Regions from separate parts of the Ovis aries genome. Here region 2 is linked to region 1. Evidence: chromatin contacts called from public Hi-C data. All regions are on one chromosome and are shown on one strand. The core of a region is the stretch at or near the end of the contact, and the rest is flanking DNA. Distances in the headings are between cores, read along the strand shown. Region 1 overlaps DNAJC18 (DnaJ heat shock protein family (Hsp40) member C18). Region 2 has its middle 15 kb from the start of CXXC5.

What was found. Hi-C and Micro-C count contacts between places; a contact is called where the count stands out from the background.
Region 2: a contact with region 1 is called in a Hi-C map of muscle, with 4 times the contacts expected there. The contact joins two enhancer-like sites. A contact is called at or near these places in 6 of 16 Hi-C or Micro-C datasets (blood, hypothalamus, liver and 3 more).

What each region holds. Positions count from the first base shown.
Region 1 is chr5:48,347,438-48,353,056 of ARS-UI_Ramb_v3.0, reverse strand. DNAJC18 (DnaJ heat shock protein family (Hsp40) member C18) reads left to right here. Exons shown (of 8, transcript XM_027970295.3): 8 at 4,429-5,619. The coding sequence ends at 4,553. Among named protein-coding and RNA genes, the nearest start is that of SPATA24, 9.6 kb to the right of the region's middle. Within about 2 kb of position 3,091, at least 24 of the 54 cell types and tissues checked have an H3K27ac peak or open chromatin away from gene starts, as enhancers often do. A contact at or near this core is called in hypothalamus, where this site is marked.
Region 2 is chr5:48,493,362-48,498,980 of ARS-UI_Ramb_v3.0, reverse strand. No RefSeq gene overlaps it. Among named protein-coding and RNA genes, the nearest start is that of CXXC5, 15 kb to the left of the region's middle. Within about 2 kb of position 2,055, at least 8 of the 54 cell types and tissues checked have an H3K27ac peak or open chromatin away from gene starts, as enhancers often do. A contact at or near this core is called in hypothalamus, where this site is marked.

The DNA of each region.
Region 1 (5,619 bases), core at 1,842-4,341:
TTGTTATTGAGTCTGGTGCCCCTTCTCTTCCCCTCCAATCAGCTGTGGCCACACAGAACAAAATTGAGTCTTACTGGAACAGGCCTTCCACACCATTTCCCTGTCTGGAGACAGCGAGGGTGATGGTGTTGGCTTACGATTTGGCTTACGACTCCAGTGAGCATTCATGGGGAATGCTGTAACAAGGCGGCCCTGCCTCAGCCAACAGGCTCCCTTTCCTCCCACTTGAATTCCCCCCACCCACCCACACACACACACACACACACACACACACACAGAGGCATTAGTAATTATATAAAACTTGGCTTTGGTTAATCTTTAAAAAGCAAACTAACTCATTTTTAAAAACTTATCACCGGGTATTATTAAACATCTGACAGTGTCTGATAAATTTAGATCCTCAGTCACAGTGCTACTAAGCGCTTGCTGACCCATCTGCATCCCAACCCCACCCCAAGTTAATCTTTCCTTCCTCTGTGTGTTTAAAGCCCTTCACTCATCCTACTGAGACAGTACCATCCTCACAGTGTTTGTGTCCTCTAGGTACATGACAGCCTCCCTGCTGGACTCTGGGCTCTCTGAGGTCAAAAACCATGTCATACTAATTTTGTGTCCCAAGCCCTTGGCACAGTCTTTGCTTCAGAACAGATGCTCAACAAATGTCTTTTGAAGAGAGGATTCTCAGGACTGGAAAAAGTGAAACTGCTGAGGGCTAGGGATCACTGAGCAGGGCTAGTGTCCTAACGCTGGCCCTGAGGGACCTTGTATCCACACTCTACTCCTGTAGGGTGGAGCCCACCTGACCTCTCAGTGCCTTAGGAGCATAGTGGGCATTGACTTGGATGTAAGGGGGAATTCAGCAGGAGGAGGGGATTGCTTTTTTTTTATTGAAAAAACAAAAAACAAGAGGTCTGGAAGTAACCCTACTCACTGTTAAACTAGGTTTTTCTAGTTTCAAAAACCAGGAAATAATTTTAGAGCAAGATAGAGGCCTTAAAGGCATTATAATTGATCGCCTGATCCAAATCAGGTGAGGGTCAGTGTATGTCCTAAGAGTCTCCATTGTTTTAGGCCCTGAGAGGGTTTTGAATTTATTGCTTTATGCAAGAAATTGATGAAAATATATATTTCTTAAATCCTCCCCCGCCCCCCCGCCCCACCCCACACACACCAGCTAGAACTATGCAAAGAGCTCATAGTTAGGATTTCCTGGTGGCTCAGATGGTAAAGACTCTACCTGCAATTCAGGAGACCCGGTTTTGATCCCTGGGTCAGGAAGAATCCCCTGGAGAAGAAATTGGCAACCCACTCCAGTATTCTTGCCAGGAGAATCCCATGGAGAGAGGAGCCTGACAGGCTACATTCCATGGGGTCACAAAGAATTGGACACAGCAACTAACACTTTCACTTTCATGGAAAGGATTACGCCTAAAGCGGCTTCTAGCCTTGTGTTCCCATCCTCGTGAGGCCTGCTTCCAGGGCTTTGGCACCCTCCAGGTATAATCAAGTGGGTGAGCATGACACGTGTACCCACAAGTTCCAAACCGGGGGTTATCAGCACACACCCCTTAAAAATCTATTTCTGGCATTTAAGGATGGTGGCTGTCCGGAGCCTCCACACAACCCAAGTGCCATTTGAGAACAGGCAGCATCTGCCCTCTGGATCCAACAGCAAGTGCAGCCAACGTGGTTAAATTTAGCACATGGATGGAGGTTGTAAAAATAAACCTGCTTGAGAACAAAGTTCAGTCTTGGCAAAATATCGAATGGAAACTGCTTTAGCAAAGGTTAGCCATTGTCTTTTAAAATCTTTTGTTAATTTCTTTGCTCTGCTCTTCCTTAGAATGCTTCATCAGAGTGAATTTCTGAGTACTCCTTTAGTGTAAACACTGATTGCCCTGTCTACTCCTTCACAGCTGCATCTAGATAATAAAGCCAGTGCTAGGGGAGGTGGCCATGGCCCTGGGCTGGCACAGACCGAAATGAAAGGCAGGACTGCCTCTGGACCTGGCTGAGCGGGACTGAGACCCCAGCCCTGCCTGGCAGAGGAGAACTGTCCATGCTCTGGAGCAGGATAGCAGAGAGGGCAGGAGCTTAGGCTTTCAAATGGGGATAAAATGAACTTCCTCCCAAAGAGGCTGTATGGATTATAGAAGATGACATGAGTGTAACACTTAGCATAGTGTCTAGCATATAGTAAGTGCCCAGATCCTAACAGAATCCAGACCTTGCTTGGCCTTGCTCAACTAGATGTAGCTCTGACTCACATGGCTGGATCATGATGGTGGTTGGGATCTGTCAGGACTCCCATCTGAGCTTTTGGGCAGAGTATTTTGGGAGAGGAGGCTCTGGGACTTGCTTCTCTTGGCAATTTGCCCAAGTCAGTTTACTCTGAAAGCTCAATGCTTGGTTCATCTATTACACTGGCATTCAGGGCAGGGGAAACATTATGCAGAGAAGAAAAAAATGTTCCCTGGATTCTGCCCCTGCCAAAGATTTTGTTTTTCCTTAGAAGTTACTGAATATTAACAGAACTTGTCAAAAGTAACATATTCTTTGAGTTGAGCTTTTGTTCATTGAAGTACAAAAGGATTCAGTGGCTATCTGGAGAGAAGTTTCTCCAACCATGATCATGGGGGTGTGGGGCATGGTTCCTTGAAACACTGTCCTTGTGCAGGGTCACTGCTCTGGAGCAGGGTTCTAAACCTTTGGAGCATGTTTTGAGAAAGCATTCATATATGTGCATGTATATTTTCTTTCATCAGCTTATTACAGTGGTTGTCAGTGTAGAAAATAGAAAGAATCACTAGCCGTTAATGTTTTCTGGAATGAGATTTCAGGCAGTGAGACATTTGGATAAGGTCAGTAACAAAAAAACCCTAAGGAAATCACTTCAAGGAAAAGCTGAGCCACAGAATCTGCTCTACATACTGGTGCAGCTGTGACTCCAGAGGACCACAGAGTCCTCTTGAACAGGTTTCCCACATGCCAAAGCAGCCAGACAAATGGAGTCAGTGCCCAGCTCTGGGTGGAACAAGGCAGCAAGGACTCTCATTTGGGTGCGGCCCATGATCCTCCACGAAGCTGCATCACCCGCGAGGATGCCTGTGCCAAGGCAAGCTCTGGCTGGCACGCAATGCAGGCCCCATGCCACGGGGTGAAAGCACATTGTTCTGGAGCCTAGGAGACTTGCTGCTTGCCAAGCAACTGCTGGGCCAGGGCCCGGGCTCTGAGCCCCTATTGTAGAGGGTGGGTTTTCATGCATCCCCACCCCTCACCCTAAAGTCCTGCACTTAATCTGCACTTTGGGCCTTACTTGGTGTAAACGGAATCATTGTGAGCAGAAATGCCAGTATTTTGTGTTGATAGAGACTTATTCAGAAACCAATGCTCATTGTTCCCTGTGGCTAAGTATTAAGTCCTGTTTCCAGTCAGTTTGCTGATTAATCAGACAGGTGCCTCTCGTTCACAAAGAAAAACAAAATCTGTCAGCAAGGTGATTAAGAATGAGTAGGCATATTTAAGAATGATTAAAATAGCATTTTCACAAGTGTGGGCCTTTAAACACTGAGTAGCTGTCTGCTGTTGAAGATACACAGGCCCTCCAAGCATGCCTTCCTGTTAATACACATCATGTCTCTAGAGGTTCTCTTCAGGCATTCCTTCCTCAGAGTGTCTCTGAAACTATACAAAAGAATAAAAAAGAGAGGTCGCCAAACCGCTGCTGAGTCCAGGAGGACAGCAGAGATTATATTCTGGTTAAAAATAGAATGACCTTCTCCACTATGAGGAGAAAATGAAATATATTTCGTCAAGGAGATAGAGGTCACCAGATCCAGATGATTTCACTTTTAAAAGAATCCAGCTGCCTTTGCCCTTTGAGTTAGGGGCCCCCCATGTGGTGAGGGCATGAAGGATGCAGCCAGCAGCCTGGGCACCTAGAGCAGGCAGGCCCCCCGAGGAGGGCTCTGTGTCCAGCAGCGCATGTGAGTTATGCTCCGGCGACTCGGGAAGGGTGAAGCAGCTGCCTTTGTTTCAGATGACAGGAACAGGCGATCGGACTCCATTCTCTCCCAACTGCCACTTGAATACCATTCGTAGGAAAGCCTTGAAACAGAGTCTCCTCTTACTGCACACGTGCAGGTTTCCTAAGTCTAGTGCCAAATGTTCTATTGATAAGAGCTAAGTCCGGTGCTTTTGTAATGGAGCACAGATACTGTCGGACTCCAGGATCACAGGTGTCCCTTAATCCTTAGCACCTGGTGTGGTATAGCTTCCTGATGCATGTTTCTCGAGTAAATGAGTTTTTTCTTAAATTGAAAGAAAAAGCATTAAATAAAGTAAAAGGAGCTTTGCTTCCAGAAGTATTGAAGTGAAACAAAGGAGCTCAACTCTCTTGATGAATTGGTTACCTCTTTTATCTTTCAGAGTCGGAGTTGACCAATTTGGCAGGATTATACAGAGATGAACGATTGAAACAGAAAGCAGAATCGCTGAAACTTGAAAACTGTGAAAAACTTTCCAAACTTATTGGCCTACGCAGAGGTGGCTGAGAGGCCGATAGTCCTACGCAGGCTCGGGGTTTTGCTACATGTTACTGTTTATGTTCCTAATTCCATTTTATAATACAAAATTAGGAAATGATGAACATTTCACAATTTGCTAACTTTGTTTGGTGGGCAGAGTTGGAGGCGCTTCAGCATGGAGCCAGACTTGTCATCACAGAATCCTTCCTGGGGATTGGCTTCAGGAACAAGGGGCAGGTCATCTAAATTCACGGCCAAGCATTAGATCCAGCCCCCTGAGCCGTACCTACCTGCCTCTAGGAATGTAGTTCACGGCATCCCAGAGCAGATTCCTATTTTCTTCCTTCTTCAGTGAAGTCTCGATACCCAGTCATTCCTAGGCTTAGCCAAAGCAGCTTAACATTGGTTGTTTACAATGTGCAACGAGAATTATACCTCTCCTGCTGTTAGAGTCACCTCCCCACCAGATGCAGCTGTTGTAACCACTCAGCTTTCCATTTTCAAAGGGGAATGCAGAGAAACGCAAACTGTTGTCCACAGTTTTCCATTTGCCTAATCTCTGTTCAGTTACTGGCATTAGCAAACTACCTGATTTCAGTTCCTTTTACTTTCTTAACCCTCTCTCTTACAGAGGGCCCAGAAATTAACAGTTACTGAGTAAACAGTTCAATGGACACACAGAAACAGGGGCCAGTGGTGAAGGTAAAAAGCAAGTCTGAGTCTCAGCTGTTCAGTGCAGTTTCCCTAGTCCATCATAGAACCCAGAGAATGTTCTTTGTCATTTTTCCTTGCAGCATCACACTGAGCTGAGTCCCTATACCCCATAGAGGTACAGTGGTCAGACCTAAGAGGAGGCATTCCCACCCGGCCAGGCTGCTCAGACCTAGAGATAGAGAGGAAAGACCCTTAGTCTGTGGCTTGGGGCCTGGCGGGATCTGGCGTTGGTAGGAGATGCTTTTCTCATGTAGTCAATGTCTGTTAAGTGCCTGGTATGGATGAGACCATCGGCCCACAGAGGCTACATGGTTGACCTGGATCACACAACTGGTTGTGGCAGAGCTAGATGGTAGGCTGATAATCAAGTACAAAGTGA
Region 2 (5,619 bases), core at 806-3,305, 150 kb before region 1:
TTGTGGGGGAGGTCTGGCCTCTATCCACATCATCCCCACTCCCAGGTGGCTGGAGGCTGCTCTTCCCAGCATTCCATTCCAGGTTTTTATCCACTAGAAAGGGTAGCTGGACCCCTCATTTGTTCCCCAAAAGAAACAGACACAGACCCTGTACAGGGACACACAGGCTGGCTAGGCATGTCCATCTAAATGCCTGTTTTTTGGGTAAATTTTTGCAGGCCTTGCCCAAATGGGTAAGGTATAGGCCTCAAAGGGGCCCAGACAACATGCCCCAAGTCCCTGGGTTTCCTGGGAGATGGTCCTGCTCAAAATCCTCTGGCTTGTATAGGAGTCCAGCAAAGATGTGCAACTACCTAGGCCAACTTCCCTGAATCCAGGAGCATTCACAGGCAGCTCCAACCCTTTAATATGTTAAGGCCATTTTCCACCAAGCATTGCTATGGGCCAGGTTGGGTCAAGTACCCATTTTCTAGATGAGAAAACCAAACAGAGAGAGAAATTTGTTGCCCAAGAATATACAACTGAAAAGTTATGGGTCTGTGATTCAAATCCGGATTTGACTTCTGTTTCTCAAAGGCTACAGTTTAGGCTCACACCCATATGCATAAACACTAAGGAATGTCCATGCTCACAATTCTCTCACACTCTCACAAGTTCCTACACACATGGGCAGCCCCCTCCCACACACACACACACAAGCAGGCCTACACTCTCCCACGCCTGGGGCCTGTCAGCCACATTCTCCATGGCTCCCTCCCTCCAACAGGGACAGTGGCAGGCAGTCCACATTCCCAGGTTTCTGCCCTGACCCTGCCGCCACCCCCCTTCCCCACTCAGAGCACACATTCCTCCTGCTACAGCCAGATAACCAGCCCCAGGGGGAGGCCTGAGAGAAAGCAAGGCATTCTGGGGGCCAGACTGCTGGCCTTACTCTGGGCTGTTTAAGCTAGTTCTATTCCCTGATCTAGCATGGTAGGAAGTCAGAAGCTTTCCCTGTAGATAGTCCCCATCCTTTCAGCCACACCAGACCCAAGGTTTCCCTCCTTATTCCAGGGCTGAGAGCTGGAAGCTGAGAGCTTCACACTCCAGGAGGACTCCAAGGGTCTCCCAACTCACCCTTTGGATGCAAAATCCCTTATACAGTTAGTAATTAAAGCAGGACCTAGGGAACCCCCAGGACTCCCCTCTCTGCCACTCTAAGAGTCTCACAATAGGTAAAAGCATAGGTTCCATGCACCAAGAGCCCCTAGGCAGTTTTCCCCATCTGGGGATAGTAGCAGTTAAATTCTCACAGCTCTGCCTAGGGTGCAACCACTTGGTGGGTTCAGCAAATCTGGAGTTATTTGCATACCCAGATGGCTAAGCCTGGAATTTCAAAGAATTCCCCAAGAAGAGGCAGCTGGCTTCCGGGTAGTGGCCCTGGAGGCTCACAGCTGTTGGGCTGGAAGACTGGGGACTGGGGCCCCTAAACACAAGATAAGATTGAAAAGGACAAGGGAATAATATTTCCCAGGTCTTATTACCACTCCCAGCTCTGTTCCTCCTGTCCTCAGCCTCCATCTCTCAGGTATGAAGTCATGTCCTGGTTGCCCAGAGTAGGTAGGCAGGCAAGACTAGTTGGCTAGTCATAGGGACTGCCTAATCTTTGGGGAAAGGTTAATGGTAGGCACCAGGCAGAGAAGTACTAGAAATATGGGGTCCCTTTATTCACATGAAGTAACAGACAGGTCTTTGTGCCCATGCAACCTAAAGCTAGGTGGCAAAGGCCCTGGCCTGGTCCTTACAAACCTGTCCACACACATGCACATAGCTACTATACCAATGCTGAGGGGAAAAGGTGGCTTGATACTTCTGGCAGACCTTGGGCTAGAATACTAACCTGTTTCCTTACTGTGATTAAGGCTATGATGGAGCGTAACTGAGCTAGGCACCGGGCCACCCAGTTCTGGATAATCTGTAAACAAAGCCAAGCCCAAACAGGCCTCCCCAGCCCAACAAAAGCCCCTCCCAGGTTCTGTCCAAGCAGATTTACTGACCACCCACTTCATGACTGTTATAGCTATAGGTCACCACTGCCCTCTGCTGGCAACTCAGGTACTAGCATCCACTCAGACAGCTCACTCTCTACCCAAGCAAAAGCCCCTTTCAGTCACCTCCTCCATCTGAGGGCACAGAAACTTAAACCTACTCAACTGTTAGTTAAAGTTAGAGGGTGGCAGGGGACAGGATAAGCAGGGAAGAACCCAGGGACGGTGTTAAGAGGAGAAATCACAAAGAAATTCTGCCAAATCTTCCCAAAATTTACACCCCAAACTTGAAGGATCCTTTCTATCCAGCTTGGAAGTTAAAAAACTGGAGAAGGCAATGGCACCCCACTCCAGTCCTCTTGCCTGGAAAATCCCATGGACAGAGGAGCCTGGTGGGCTACAGCCATGGGGTCGCTAAGAGTCAGACACGACTGAGCAACTTCACTTTCACGCACTGGAGAAGGAAATGGCAACCCACTCCAGTGTTCTTGCCTAGAGAATCCCAGGGACAGGGGAGCCTGCTGGGGTACCATGGGGTTGCAGAACTGGACACAACTGAAGTGACTTAGCAGCATCAGCAGAACCTTCCCCTTACTCTGTCTTATGCTCTTTGCCCCCTCCAAAGAAGGGCCAGGCTTAGATGACCCAGAGCCATTCTTTGACAAAGCTCAACTTCTCTGGCAGATCTCAGAAAGCCTTCGTTCCCCTGGTTCCTTCTGTTACACTGTAGCAGGTGACTGAAAGTCCTGGGCATCTCTGAAATGCCATCTTCCAACTTTTACTTCAACACCCTGCAAGCAGCCACACCATTCAAAGACGGCAGAGATGTAGAATGTAGGTGGAGGGGACACTGCCCAGAAGAACCAGTAGCCCCTCAATTAGCTGGAGGTAGATCCCATGCCCCAGCTGTCAGGGAGTTAATCTAGATTTGCTAACTCAAGCATGGAACATCTCACCCCTGAGCTGGCTCTGGAGCCCAATTGTCAGTTTGTATTTGTGTATTGTTTCTAGAAACCTCCAAGTCAGATGGTCTAGGCAGCAGCAGCTATGGAGCTTCCAAAGCTACCTTCATTTCCTATGGAAAATCAAGGGTGAAAAAGCTGGCCAAACCCTCCCTACTCGTAATTCTTGTTCTCTAATAGGCCCTACAATTTATGGTAGGGGAGTATCCTTTAAGAATCAAGATTCCTAAGTATTTAGGAAGAAATTCAAATAGGAGAACAAGTGACTCAGGGCAAGAAGTGAGGTGCCTGGGAAAATGGCTGCTGTCTCAGCTCATATCCTTAGAGAAGTCTGAAAAGGAACACAGCACACTAAGGCGGGCACTGCTCTTCTTTGGACATCCATCACCGGAGGCCTGACCTGGGCACTTAGTAACTTTTTCTTCACTTTGCCAAGTGATCAACCATTTGTTTTCAGTGTGCACCGTCAGGTCATCAGGAACCCCAGCCCCGGAAAAGGCCATTCTACTAACAACTCACACTGGAGGTTGTAAACAAACCCCCACGCAGCGGAAAACTATTAAACTGCTATTCTGGTGATAAGACCTTCATATCGTTCTTCATCTGATGAGAGGCAGTTTGAAGACAGGCATCTGAAGTTTGCTCTGGTTAAGATGCAGCTCCACAAAAAATTCAAAGATGAAAAGTAATCACTTGTCACAGAAATGTCCGACTCTACCTCTTCTTTAACTAGCCCTGGAACAGGCACTGAGAAAGGGCAAAGCTGGCTGGTGACTGTGTTACACTGAAGCCAAAGGCCTTAAAGTTGTACAGTCTCAGTCTTTGAGTTTTTCTGCTTATATTGATTAGGGTAAAATATGACAACAATGGGGGAATGTATTTGTTTTGGGATCACTCTAACAAAGTGATCCCATGGCCAGTTTTCATTATTTCTAGGCCCATCCCAAGAACTGGCCTGGATATACTCAGAGGGGCCTCAATAGCAACCACTTACATTAGCTGGGGGCTTCCCCTGTGGCTCAGCTAGTAAAGAAATCCACCTGCAGTGTGGGAAACCTGGGTTCAATCCCTGGATTGGGAAGATCGAGAAGGCTGGGGGTTAGGTTAGGAAAAGGTTTTTAAGAAACTGAGTACTGAAACTGAGTTCAGTACTGGGAACTCAGAGCCACTTTTCATCTAAGTGCACACAAAAGTAATAAGGAAATAGGGAACAGGCTCTAGGAGTGTCCCAAAGGAAGTCTATTTCTCTTCTTGGGTGGATATGAATGTATGTTCTGATAGACTGCTACCTTCATAGTTATTCTCACATTAAAAATCTGCTTTCTCCACACTTCTCCAGGCTGCCGGCCCAGCCAGGATCCTGAGTGGCTTTTTAGCACATTCAAAGTTCTATGTTTGGGAGCTATCACATGACAAACTGACTGGCGGAAAGTTGGAATGGTCTTGGGTACCTCCAACTTCTTGTGGCTCTATCTTATTACATATGGTGAAGATGTTTTAGACTATAAAGAAGAAATGGGTTGGAAAAAACTTTTGAAATGCTAATATAGTATGTTTTATATAGTGATTATAACAATTCCCCTGGGATTTACAAATCTGTTATTAATGTGCGAGAAAAAGCTTTATGTGAATATTATGTCAAATCAGCATTTGTGTTTTGCATCATCAAATTTTTTTTAAAAAAATCTGCTTTCTCTTATATAACACCATACATACTGGAATAACCCATCACTTAAAGACTGTTTCACAAATGGAATCAAAAGGAGACAAGTTCCTAACATGACTGACAATTTTCTGCAGGGGTAACAAAGATGCTATTCCTAAGTAGGAAGGAAGGAAAGATGTGTTCATAATTCAGAAGACCTAGGAACTCAAGAAAATTCTTCCACTAAAACCTACCCCCTGGATTTATTAAGGGGTATGGTACAGCATATGAGACAAGGCCAGTTTCACTTTAATTGCAGTCAAGGGGCAGTTTATGGGCTTTTCAATTGTAGTTTAGAAATAATTCATTTCTCCTCACAATAGGGCTCAAAATAACTTGTTGAGGCAAAGAGGAATGATTGGAAAAGTGGAATACTATAGTTGCTGGAAGCAGAAAAGGAGTGCTTTATTTGCTAAGTTAGTGCAGAGAACATGGACTCCTCTCTTTGACTACCATATCCTTCTCTCTTACAGACCTCCCTGCCACTCCCCTACCCAACAGTCCTCTTTCCAAATCTTTACATTACCCAAAATGTAGAAACTAGCGGACAATGGCCACTGGCCAGTAACAGAGTATGTGAGTATCTGAAATCATGTAGTTTTACTTAAAGAGACTGCTTCAACCATAACTTGATCAAGCGTTCCATTTTGTTGAGAAGCAAAGCAATTAACATATACACACCACTATATAAAAAAACAGATAACCAACAAGGACCTATTATACAGCACTGGTAACTATACTCAATATTTTATAATAACCTGTAAAGGAAAAGAATCTGAAAAAATAAATATATATGTACGACTGAATCACTTTGCTGTATACCTGAAACTAACACAACATTGTAAACCAACTATATTTCAATTTAAAAAAAAAAGGCAAAGCAAGCCATACACTTGACATTCCCTTATTACCAATGCCTCACCAA